2 separate regions of the Nomascus leucogenys genome follow, and region 1 is linked to region 2. A link is a contact called in public Hi-C data. All regions are on one chromosome and are shown on one strand. The core of a region is the stretch at or near the end of the contact, and the rest is flanking DNA. Distances in the headings are between cores, read along the strand shown.

The links. Hi-C and Micro-C count contacts between places; a contact is called where the count stands out from the background.
Region 1: a contact with region 2 is called in a Hi-C map of a lymphoblastoid cell line, with 4 times the contacts expected there. The contact joins two enhancer-like sites. A contact is called at or near these places in 2 of 4 Hi-C or Micro-C datasets (a lymphoblastoid cell line and an unstated tissue).

What each region holds. Positions count from the first base shown.
Region 1 is chr13:30,082,769-30,089,187 of Asia_NLE_v1, reverse strand. CHMP4B (charged multivesicular body protein 4b) reads left to right here. Exons shown (of 5, transcript XM_003273540.3): 2 at 523-700; 3 at 3,002-3,116; 4 at 4,127-4,253; 5 at 5,499-6,372. The coding sequence ends at 5,563. Among named protein-coding and RNA genes, the nearest start is that of CHMP4B, 40 kb to the left of the region's middle. Within about 2 kb of position 4,292, the one cell type or tissue checked has an H3K27ac peak away from gene starts, as active enhancers do. A contact at or near this core is called in a lymphoblastoid cell line, where this site is marked.
Region 2 is chr13:29,870,469-29,876,560 of Asia_NLE_v1, reverse strand. The region is part of intron 2 of RALY (RNA-binding protein Raly); the gene reads left to right. Among named protein-coding and RNA genes, the nearest start is that of EIF2S2, 53 kb to the right of the region's middle. Within about 2 kb of position 4,205, the one cell type or tissue checked has an H3K27ac peak away from gene starts, as active enhancers do. A contact at or near this core is called in a lymphoblastoid cell line, where this site is marked.

The sequences.
Region 1 (6,419 bases), core at 3,043-5,542, 210 kb before region 2:
GGTATAGTCATTATCTTTATGATTTCTGTAATTTAGTTGGCATAAAATAGTACTTTAAAGTTGCTTTATAATAATGAGAGCTGCTTTTTTTGAGGGGCATACACACTGATGAATGTGCCAGGTGTTTACATACAGTATGTCATTTGCTGCTCACACTGACCCCATCTGGGAAGCCAAGTAGCTCACCTGGGTCTGTGAGCTGGGCTTTGACCCTAAGGGAGTTTGACCCCAGAGCATCTTCTTCCTCGGGTGGCTGTCCATGCTTTGATTTGTGTGTGTGTGTGGTTACCCGAGGGTTGAACTTTGGCTTGTGTGCTTGTTTACTGGCCGTGTTTTGAGGTATGTGAATTTTATGTTTTTGTAGAAAATTGAATGTGCTCTTTGTGTAGAATTTATGAACCCTCTGCTATAGTGGAAGCAACAACAGAGGTGCTTCCAGTAGAGTTGGGGAAAAGACTCAGTGACGCTAGAACCTCACCCTGTGCCGGGACTCTCTGAAACCCTGTTTTCCCCCTCACGTAGCGGCCCTCCAGGCACTGAAGCGTAAGAAGAGGTATGAGAAGCAGCTGGCGCAGATCGACGGCACATTATCAACCATCGAGTTCCAGCGGGAGGCCCTGGAGAATGCCAACACCAACACCGAGGTGCTCAAGAACATGGGCTATGCCGCCAAGGCCATGAAGGCGGCCCATGACAACATGTACGTGTCCACCCGCCCCTGCGCCACAGTTCAGTGCTAGTCCCAGAATGCCTCGTACCCAGGCCATGGCTTTGGGCAGACGGATCCCTTGACTTACCTATTCGAGCACCTAAGTTTGTTTTAATTCTTATTCTTTTTTGGAACTCCGAAAATGGATGATGTGCCTTTGGAAGTAGATCTCATGGGATGCAAAAATACTTTCTGAGTAATTCAGGGTTATTGTGATGAGCATAGTTTCAAGCTGGAAAGGCCTTTAGAAGGTCCTTTTGTCCAGACCTGTGAATGTGAAGGTGGGGAAGCTGTGTCCCAGAGAGGGAAGCTGATTTGCCCTGTGTGACATGGGAGCTTGGCTAGAACTGGGATTACAATCGGTGCCCATGATTTTTCCCTGATGCTGTCAGGGGCCCTGAAATGTGTGGTTCATCCAAGAGCTTTGGATCTGTCTGTTCCTATGTCTGCTTTTGATGGCGTTTTCTGCCTCCTCCCTTGCTCTCTGGCTGTAGCTGTCATATTGACAGTGATCTTGCCCTCAGCAGTCCTTCTTCCCCTACATGGCTACCTCTCATGGCCGTGGCCTAAGAAACTAGATAACCAAGCTTGTTACAGTTGTAACTAAAGGCCAAGGTAAGGAGGCTCCAAATGAAGGCCTCTCTCATGAATACAATCTGCATTTGGGCTGGGCGAGGTGGCGCATGCCTGTAATTCCAGCACTTTGGGAGGCTGAGGCAGGCAGATCACCTGAGGTCAGGAGTTCGAGACCAGCCTGGCCAACATAGTTGAAACCCCATCTCTACTAAAAATACAAAAATTAGCTGGGTGTCATGGCATGCACCTGTAATCCCAGCTACTGGAGGCTGAGGCAGGAGAATCGTTTGAACCCAGGAAGCGGAAGTTGCAGTGAGCCAAAATTGCGCCACTGCACTCCAGCCTGGGCGACGGAATGAGACTCCATCTCAATAAAAAAAAAAAAAAGTTAGAAAATCTGCATTTGTCGTAGTGCTTAGATTTGGCAGCATATATTTGGGGGTGCTAGGAGCCTTTTTTGCTTCCTTTTGGGTACTCAGCTGTGCTGTCCAATGGGTGGGAAAATGCACCCTCTGGGCTTGCCATCTATTTTTGTAAATAAAGTTTTATTATTATTTGAGACAAGGTCTTGCTGTGTCTGTCCCCTGGGCTGGAATGCTGTGGCCCAATCCTAGCTCACTGCACCCTCAAAATCCTGGGCTCAAGCCATCCTCCCACTTCAGCCTCCTGACTAGCTAGGACTACAGGTGTGTGACATCATGCCTGGCTAATTTTTAAAATTTTTTGTAGGGATGGGGTCTCACTGTGTTGCCCAGACTGGTCTCGAACTCCTGGCCTCAAGTGAACCTCCCTCCTGGGCCTCTCAAAGTTTTGGGATTACAGGTGTGAGTCACTGCCTGGCCTTAAAAGTTTTATTGAAATACACTCATGCCCCTTAATTTACTTATTGTCTCTGGCAGCTTTTGTGCTACGCAGCAGGGTTAAGTATTTGCAACAGAGACTGTCTGGCCGTAAATTCTAAAGTATTTACTATCTGGCCCTTTGCAGAAAAAGCTTGCTGATCTTGCTTTAGAAATGTGAGGTTGCAGGAGAAGTAGCTTTCAAATAAATGAGGTTTTGTCTGAGGGTGGATGTTCATTGGACCAAGCTGCTTGAATGAGAACCATATATGCCTCATTTCTGTGTTCTCCTAGAAACCTAGCAGAGTGCAGCTCATTAAATACTGTGCAAATGTTGACGTATATGTGTATATATTGGCTTGAGTAAATAAAGGTTTATGTGATTGTCAGTGTGTAGAAGAAAATTCTGCATATTTGCAGAATTTGCCTTTCCTTTGGGGTCCTAGAGGATCCATAGGTGGACTGAGTAGATGGAAGGCCCATTAGACGGCATGGCTGTCTTCTGTGATTTGTGCTTTTACTTCCCCCTGTACAGAGTTACCCTTGGACTTGAAAAAGAGCTATTGGCCCAGGAGTTAAAGCCCTGCAGTCTTATCTGATACCTTTACTAATTTGCATGTAGGACCTTGATAGTGCCACCTATAGGGTGTTGGACTGGGTAGTGTCTTAAAGACATTCCCATCCCCTTGAGTCTATGATTCTCTATTTTAAAGGGGAGGAGGCAGTAATGCCAAGTAACCCCTCACAGGGAGTCATTGCAGGGGGTGTGGCTGGGAAGCTGATTGTGTGGGGCCCAGTTTCTGCTCCTGCCTTGCCTTTCAGGCCTTCTTTACACAGCCTAATCAATCGATATGATACCTGTCCATTTTATTTAAAGGGACATCGATAAAGTTGATGAGTTAATGCAGGACATTGCTGACCAGCAAGAACTTGCGGAGGAGATTTCAACAGCAATTTCAAAACCTGTAGGGTTTGGAGAAGAGTTTGACGAGGTGAGTAGTTTTGTACAGATCCCATAAGCTTCACAAATGACACCCTGAGGCTGTCCCTTGATGTGCTCTTGAAGGCTCTCAGGCAGGGAGCATTTGGAGTTGGACAGAGACAGGGCATGGTGTTAACCCTCCCTGAATTCTACATTTTGAGGGACACTTTCCCTATTTGGGGTAGAAGCTTAGGTAGAGTAAAGGAACATTCATCAGGACCCTACAGCAGGCTTCAGGTCACTAACTGATTTGAACAAGTAGCTAGCCTGCACCTTTCCAGGGTGGGCCCTGGCACAGAGCTGGGCAGCAGAGATGACTATGCCCTGGAGAAGTTCACAGGATTTGCCCTGAGACAGCTCCAGCATGAGGGAAAGGTAGAGCAAGGAGGGGGCACTTACCCCTGACCTGGGGTATCTGTCTGGATCTCGGCCACCTGCCAGTTTCTGCTGTAGCAATTTGGGACCTTGAGTCTCTTAGGTTTTTAAAATACGGTACCAGCCCCTGTTGAAGGTACTTCACTGTGTGCTAGATTTGTGTCTCCTGGAGGTCAGGTCCTTTCTGCTGGACCTTTCTTTGTGCCTTCTGACCCCTGCTGTATAACCAAGAAAACAGCCTGCAGCTCTTACCTTTGGCTCTCAACACCAGGGTTTTCGTGTTTTTACACTGGAGTTTAATGGATGAGTCAAGTTCATTTCAAATCAGCAAACATTTCTGAGCATTCACTTGTGTGCCCAGCTCTGAGCCAAAGAAATAGGAAAGCAAAGAAACAATCCCCTCTCCCAGATGCTCACGGTCTAGTGCAGGACACCAGAGGTCTACATCAGTCATGTGCAGCAGTGATACGTTCCCCAGTAGAAGCTGCTTTAGGATATTTGAATCACAGGGTCTGGAACCTGGAGTTCACCTCCCCGCAGACTTTCTCAGAGGGGTGTGTGTCTCCATGAGCATTAGGTAGGAGGCATGACCGTGGGGGCTGGGATTCCCAGGGAGGGCACTCACTTTGTGTTTCCTTTTACTAGGATGAGCTCATGGCGGAATTAGAAGAACTAGAACAGGAGGAACTAGACAAGAATTTGCTGGAAATCAGTGGACCTGAAACAGTCCCTCTACCAAATGTTCCCTCTATAGCCCTACCATCAAAACCCGGTGAGTGCTTCTAGAGTCATGATACACCCATGAGGTCATGTGGCGGGTGATCTTGTGGTCGGTTGGCTTTGGTTTGTGTCCTGAGCTTGCCCAAGATTGAGAACCAGACAGGATCCATTGTAGTGGCCACAGAGGCCGTGTCACCTGGCTTTTTCTGGTTTCTCTCTGGAACAGGGTTTCTTGACGCTATGGACATGGCCAGATACCTCTCTGGGCCGAGAGATGGAGGGTGGGGGCAGAGTTGTCCGGTGCACTGTGGATGTTCAGCACCATCCCTGGCCTCTGCTAGATGCCAGTAGAAACTGCCCTGAGTTATGTCAACCAAAAATATCTTTAGACATGGCCAAATGTCCCTTGGTAGGGGTTGGGAGGATCACCCCCAGTTGAGAGCCTCTTTTCTAGAATGATTTTTCCTATTTCACTAAAGAAGAGAAAGTTCCAGGCACTGTGAGAATGTGTGAGAGTGTGAGTCCAGGACAGCTCTTTCCCCTTCTCTAGCATCCTGTGCTGTGCACACCTGCAAAAGCCCCGGCCCCTAGAGACAGCCTCTGGGGGAAGGAAACAGCTTTGACTCCTTTAGAGACCTGATTCTATAAAACCTTCATTTCCTCCCTTCATTTCTTCCCTTCCCCCATCCCCTTGCACAATATTTCACCCCCAGGTAGAAGTAATCCACACAGAACTTCTAGAAAAAGCGAGGCAATTTGATGTGGCATGAGAGAGAACCCTGGGGGCAGTGCATGACCAGCTGTGGTCACCTCCCTCTCCCGTGTATAAAGAGGAAATGGCTCCCTCAAGTAAAGTCAGCTGCCTGGAGTCCTGTGTAGGCAGAGGCCATCCAGCAAGCCTCCTGGAGCTGTGTGGCCATGGGTCAAGCCACTTGAGGTGGAGTTGGGGGTTGGCAAGGATTAGATCTCTTGTGGGGTTCTTCCCACTCTCCTCCCACCTTGCAGGCTCTGGGACTGAAGCCTCGTGGGAATCCTGAGGGCCTCTGTATAGAATCCTTGTTTTGTCTGGGCCTGCTGGAGGCGGAAGGTGGGTGCTGCCAAACTGTGCCTGGTTTTCCAGAGTTGTATGTTGCAGCTTTTAGGCACCAAGGAGCAGTCTGCCTACAGCCTGGAGAGGAGGCTGGCCACAGGGCAGGGCTGTTTGACAGACACCATGGAGCACAGGCAGCCCTTGTTTCTGGCCAGAACATGTTGAACGCACCAGTCATCCTAAATAGCCTTTTCTGTCTTCACACAGCCAAGAAGAAAGAAGAGGAGGATGACGACATGAAGGAATTGGAGAACTGGGCTGGATCCATGTAACGGGTCCAGCGCGGGCTGGGCCCAGACAGACTGTGGTGGCCTGCGCAGCGAGCAGGCGTGTGCGTGTGCGGGGCAGGCAGGATGTGGTGCAGGCAGGTTCCATCACTCTCGACTCTCACTCCAAAGCAGTAGGGCCGCGTTGCTGCTCACTCTCTGCATAGCATGGTCTGCACCTGGGGGGACGGGGGGGAGGGAGGGGGGCGGGCGGGGTGGGAAGTGCCTGCTGTTTATAATGTTGAATTTCTGTAAAATAAACTGTATTTGCAAATCCAACATTGAGCTTCTGGACTACACTGACTCCACTGCTGAATCCTCAATGGAAAGAGTCGACCGGTTGCAGTTGAAATGACCTGAAATGTAGCCTCTGTCCTTGTAAGTCAGTTGACTTGCCGCACATCTCTTTGTGTACTTGTATGGTACTGGCAGAAAAGTCATTTTTCAAAAGCCATAGGCTTTTCCTTGCCCTTAGCTGTAATAATGCATCTGATTTTGATTTCCTCCAGAGCTGTGTTTCTGTCCATCACCTGTGTATTGGCCCTGTGTTTACCACCCTGGCCCACTCCTCACCCCCTTGCTCCCCTGTTCTTCTGGAGTTTGTGACATTGATTTGAAATGGATGGTGTTCTCTTGAGAGCAAGTGAGATTGTTAGAATTAAGTTCCAGCTATACAGTTTTCTAACATAGCTATAAGGTCCTTGTTGCTGTTTGTGATAACTGATAGATAACTCATTGGAAACATGTGCATACATTTATATTCAGATGAAATTATGGTTTGCACTGTCTATTAAATATCTCGATTAATTTTCATACTTTGCTGTTGTGTTTAATCTATCATTTGCCTCGGGAGCTGACCCTT
Region 2 (6,092 bases), core at 2,956-5,455:
CAGTGTAAAAAATGATGCTTACCAAAAACCATGCGGCAGTAAGGACAAATATGCTATAATATATGTAATAAATGTGTTATAATGCTAATTGAAAAAATTAGGCTACAGAGTTGAATGAGTTATCTAACCATGTAATCCAAACATAATGTGCAAGAAAAACACTGGAAGGAAATACACGAACATGCTAACAGTTATGTCCCATAAAGGGGTGGGGGTTAGATGATTTCATATGGTAATTTCAAATAATAAACATACTCAATATAATAGCACAAATTCTTACCCAAATTATTGGTTAAGAATTTTAAAATAAACCAGCCAGGTGTGGTGGCTCACGCCTATAATCCCAGCACTTTGGGAGGCCAAGGCAGGCGGATCACGAGGTCAGGAGATGGAGACCATCCTGGCTAACACGGTGAAACCCTGTCTCTACTGAAAATACAAAAAATTAGCTGGGCATGGTGGCGGGCGCCTGTAGTCCCAGCTACTCTGGAGGCTGAGGGAGGAGAATGGTGTGAACCTGGGAGGCGGAGCTTACAGTGAGCCGAGATGGCACCACTGCACTCCAGCCTGGGCGACAGAGTGAGACTCCATCTCAAAAAAAAAAAAAAAAACTCTGATCTTAACCTGTTTTAAACAAAGAAATGATATGGTAATATTACTCTGGCGACAGTAGAGGACTATTTAAAGAATGGTAATAGGAATGGAGAGAGGGGGGCTACATTCTAAAAATATTGAGGCCAAATGAGGAGGGTGTGGTGAATAACAGTATGTGGGGGAAACGTATATGCCTAATAGAGAACATTGGCTCAAGGAGTTTAATGAGATATCCAAGGTCACACAGCTAGTAAGTGGCTGATCCTGGATTTAAACCTTGTTCTGTCTCTGTCCAAAGCCATGCCCTTTCTCCTGCAGCTGAGACGCCTATTACAGTTTTGGAGAAACTTTTTTTTTCTTTTAACCAGTTGCAGTGTAGAAGCTTGTTTAGTGTAGCACCTCCTTTTTTGAGGGGAAGGGGGCCAGGAAGGGTTAATTCTTTCTAAGACAATGAGAAGGGGGAAAGACCATAGATACCAAAGCTGCTTCTATCATGATCAGTTGAATTGATTAGTTTAGAAGTTCACTGGGCATTGGGTGTGTTATACCTGTCGTTTTGAGGGCTGTTTTTTGTGAAGTTGCAGTGGTTCATTGGTTAGCTTTTGTTTGATGCTTGGCTTATGGTAGCAGGGCCTCTTGGACATAAGCATGCATATGTATACCATATTACATGCTAATGAACATTTTGTTCATTACACCAAGTTTATTAATGATGCTGCTGCTGTGGGAGTGAGAGAGGGGTCAGGGTGGCAGCCTCAAACAAGGGACAGTGTCTAAGCTGCTCTGAAAGGAAGGGTTCACCTGAACCATACAATGCCCTATCCCCATACTTACCTCTCAATGACTAATCTAAGAAAAGGTGATTTTGAACTTGAGTCTATCCTTTGGAGTATGATACTCATCCCTTTGGAAGAACCCATTTCACATTGACATGTTCACTCTCTGACCTTGGGCATGTTTTCTGCGCTAGGGTTTACTCTCTGCACTAGGGTTTGCCTAATAGAGAACATTGGCTCAAGGAGTTTAATGAGATGTCCAAGGTCACACAGCTAGTAAGTGCTGATCCTGGATTTAAACCCACTAGGGTTTACTCATTTATAAAGTGAATGACATATAACCACTCAGAGGATTGTTGTGTATAGATTTGGTAGCCTTAACTCGTGAAGAGGCTTGTAAGCCACATTAAAGGATTTGAACTTGATTCTTTATGGTGGGAAGCCCTTGAAGGATTTTAAACAGGAGGTGGCAGGGGCACACTTGATTGATTACACAGGAGGCAGATGCTTATTAATGTTTGTGGAGTTAACGTTGTTACCAGGGAGACAAAGGCAGAGTGGCTGTGACTGTGGCATCATTCTCAGTGGTCCCCTTTAGACCAAACGTGGCACTGTGGGAAATGATGCTTAGAGCCGTAAGTTATGTTTGGATCAGCACCCTGGAGAGAAGTCACCTCTTCCTTCCTTCCCCTGTCTGAATGTGAGAAATTTAAAATACATGTTGATGCATATGCTGTCTTATAGGGTCAAGCCTTTGGGGCTTTGAGGGGTGCCATTCAGTGTGTTCAAGGAGAAGGATTGTTGTAATGAGGAAAATACTGATTCTGCATGAAAGGATTTTAATCAACTGCCCTGATACCTGAGGGACACAGCACTTGGCTGGAGTGCTGAGTTGTGCACCATCCAGCCCTTGCTTCCAGCCTACTGGCTTCCTGCTTGGGTGCCTCTGTCTAGGAAGACCTGCAGCAGCTATCCGTCCTGTGAATATTCCTGTCTATGCTTATGTGGCACATCTCAGGTAACAGAGCATGTTATCTCCTTTGAAACCTCACCACAACCTGTGTTACAAGGATTTTTATCCCCGTTTTACAGGTGGGGAACTATGAACCTCAGAGAAGTCAAGTGCCTTTCCAGGTCATACAGCTAGTAGACACGGGATTCAGGCCCCAGCGCTCTACAGGCAAGGAGGACTCCAAAGCTAATAAGCCCCCATTACTATTTTAACTTAGAGCTATGCCTGTTGTGGTAGGAGTTAAGCCTCCCTCTCATACAGGTTGGGAGTTGAGGACAGGATGCACTACCATGGCACAGCCTTCTGCACTCTTACTCAGAATACAGCAGCCACGGAATGTAGGAGTTCCATCAGAGATACCGAATAGTGAGCAACTGGGGGCTTCTTGAAATACCAGCCCCTGGGACCCTGTTGCCCAGCAGGGGAGCCCAATCTGCTCTAGCGGGTCCTCAGAGCACAAGGAGGCCTTGGTGGGAACCTTTGCTTAGCATCGTCTTCCACCTAATTTCTCAAGTTGTATTCCTTATGAGCTCTGGCAGCTGCATTGTTCCAGATGCTCATTTATTTATTCATTCAGCACTTAGTAAGTACCTACTCTTGTCTTTCCTTTTATGTTCAAGGCACATTTCCAAATACTAGAGTTTTGGTGACACACTTGAAGAGACTTTATTGCATCCACCGTGATAGTATTTTTTTTCCTTGATCACAGTTCAGCTCTAGGTTAATATTCCATTAGAACTGACCACCTTCTCTTTTGTACTCACATGGAAGTTACTGCAGGTTCCAACAACAACAATAATAATTGAGGTTGAGCATCCATAAGTTGAAAATCCAAAATTCTCCAAAATTGGAAACTTTCTGAGTGCCAACATCACATTCAAAGGAAATGCTCATTGGAGCATTTCAGATTAGGGATGCTCAGCCAGTTAAGTATCTGCAGATATTCCAAAATCTATAATCTGAAATACTTCTTGTCCCAAGCATTTGGATAAGGAATACTCAACCTGTAGCAGCAGGAGCTAATAGATTCGCCTGCTGTCTGATGTGCTGGACACTGTTCTGAATGCTTACGTGAATTATTTTATCCTCTGACAACCCTAGAGATATGTATTGCTATCTCCATCTTACAGGTAAGATAGACACTTCGCAAAGGTCATGTCATAGCCAGTTCAGTAACAGAGTGAAGGCATTTGGTTTCAGTTCTCTCCTGACGACATTCCATGTCCTATCACACAGGAGGAAGGATTCAGGCTTTGGCTCCTGCTTGATGTCAAGCCATGTATTTAACTCCTACACACAGCAAGCTTTACCTCTCTCTACACTGTGTCATATGACCCACTCAGCTCTGAGTTATGCTGAAAGATAACACTACATAAGCTCAAAGCAAAAAGCAGTTTTGTACACTGATGAAAATTTGACCGCGCACATGGAAGATTGAGGGTGCAGTATTGTGCCTTTGAACACTGGTTAAGAGCTACTCAATTTGCCCAGTCATAGTCTTAGGTAAGTACAGTAGCATTCAGGAATGAATCTGTTGTCCATTCCTCTCAACTCCCTAGATGGAGAGAGAAGACTGGTTTGTAAACAGCCATGATACAAGACAGAAAATGAGAAAACGTTTTCTTCTCCCTTTCACCTTCCTGTCTGGTTTCCTGGTGTTCGTCAAAGTATGGAGAGAGGGTCTGGAATACCAGACTCTTCAGGAATATACCCCCAGGCTCCAGGAAAGTGGTTCCAGTCCCCCATTAAGCCTAGATTGTCTTCTCTTGCAGGATGTAGCATGACATAGAGCAGAGACCAAGATAAATCACCACTAGAAGTGTTTGGTGGCAAGTCCTTAGTCTGCCTATCCCCTTCTCTCTTAAGAGAGAGACAAGAAAAGGAAAAAAATTGGATAGTTTTTGTAAATTAGTCTGACACCAATGTCTAAAAACAATCAGGCTCAAGGACTTGGAAAGAAATGAAGTAAACTTCATGTTTTCTTTGCTTTGGTTTCATAGAAGTTCATGGTTGGGCAAGAGTGGCTTAGAGCTGTGTTATTCAAAGTGAAGTTTAAAAAGCAAAACAAAAGAAAAAAACTGGTTCTTCACCACAAATAGTTTTGAGAAGTACTGACTTATTAAGTTAGTGTGACAGTGTGAAAAATAACCTCAGTCTTTTGATTATGAGATTAATAATACCTGCCTCAGAGTACTGTTTTGGGGATTATTTGATGGTAAATAATATTTTGAGTACTTAAGATTTGCCTACTGCTGTGCACTGTATGTGTATTATTTAATCTTCTCCACAATTCTGTAGTAAGTTTTCTGAAACTTTGACTAGGTTATAGGACTTGCCAGAGGTCAAAGGTGTGGTAAGTAAGCAAGTAGGTAGGATTTGAATGGGAGTTTTGTGGCATGTTCTGTGTAAGGAGCCTGTTCCACATGAGGGCTCACTTGTCACTGTACTTTCTCTGTATCACAAATGGTAGAGATCTGCTTTCTTTTTCTATCACTGTCCCTAACTTACTTTGTTACCTTGGGCAAGTCCCTTTCTCTGAGACTTAATTTTTTCTTATTCACCCTCAAGGATATGCCACATGACATAGGTTTTTATTCCCTAGATCATGTGGCATATCCTAGGAACCAGGGACTTTATTCATCTCTGGTTCCACAGCATCTAGCTAGATAGGCCTGACATATAGTGAGTATTCAGTACTGAGGCCATTGGTTACTCTAGAGGATCTGTAAGCCTCCTTTTACTCTCTACTTTCTCTGAGCATCCTACATACTTTATTCTCTGCCTTCTCCACCCTTCCTCAACATCATATTTCCTACCTAGTTCATAGGACAGCATGACCTTATTTGCTTATGTCTGCCTGTCGTAAGCAGTCTTGATCCTGCATACTTTCAGACAGCCCACATGGTACCCATGTTTTTGTCTGTGAAATGTGTCTAGGATAAACCATCAGGGATAACGCAAGTTAAAGGGTAGAAGGGGCCTGCTCACAAAATCAGAAGAACACTCTTATTCCATTCCTACCCAGTTGGGCCTGGGCCTATGGCAGCCCTGCCAGGCCTGAGTAATGGCCATAGCCTGGAGCAGGGTTTTCCTTGAGCTCCATCGGGGTTTCCAGTAATTGGAACATGGTGCCTTCCAACTTGTAATGGATGGCAAAACAAGACGGGCATTTGTCACTGCCTGACTTCCCTGTGGGAAAGAGGCTCGTAAGTCACAGCTGACAAACCCTTTGATGACTTTTAAACTTCATTTACAGAAAAGAATAGCTATAATCAACCAACAGCAAGCAGTGACTAATCTTGCCACATTATCACTGTGAAGAGCCAACTCTTAAGGCGTAGGAAGGGGGCGGGGGCCATCCCCAGAGCTCACAGCAAGTGCTGATTGGCTCTTGGACTTGAGATATGCCTTCAGCTAGGCCCTGTGAGTTTATGCTCAAAGGATCAGTGTTAGGAGGTAGAGGAAGAAACTGACCTCCAGGCAGATAACAGGGCATGCCCAGTTTTGAAGCTGTTCTGGACCAAGATTATGAGATCAGCTCTGGTCTTGCACATATTCATCCTACCTCTGCCATTTCCAGGCTTGAGCGAGACCAGACACCAAGCTTTGGTTTCCTCATATGTGAAATGGTCACAACATATATCATCACTATCTCATGGCAGAAGGCTTAGTGCAGTTCCTGGGATGTAAGTACTCCACAGGTATTGATG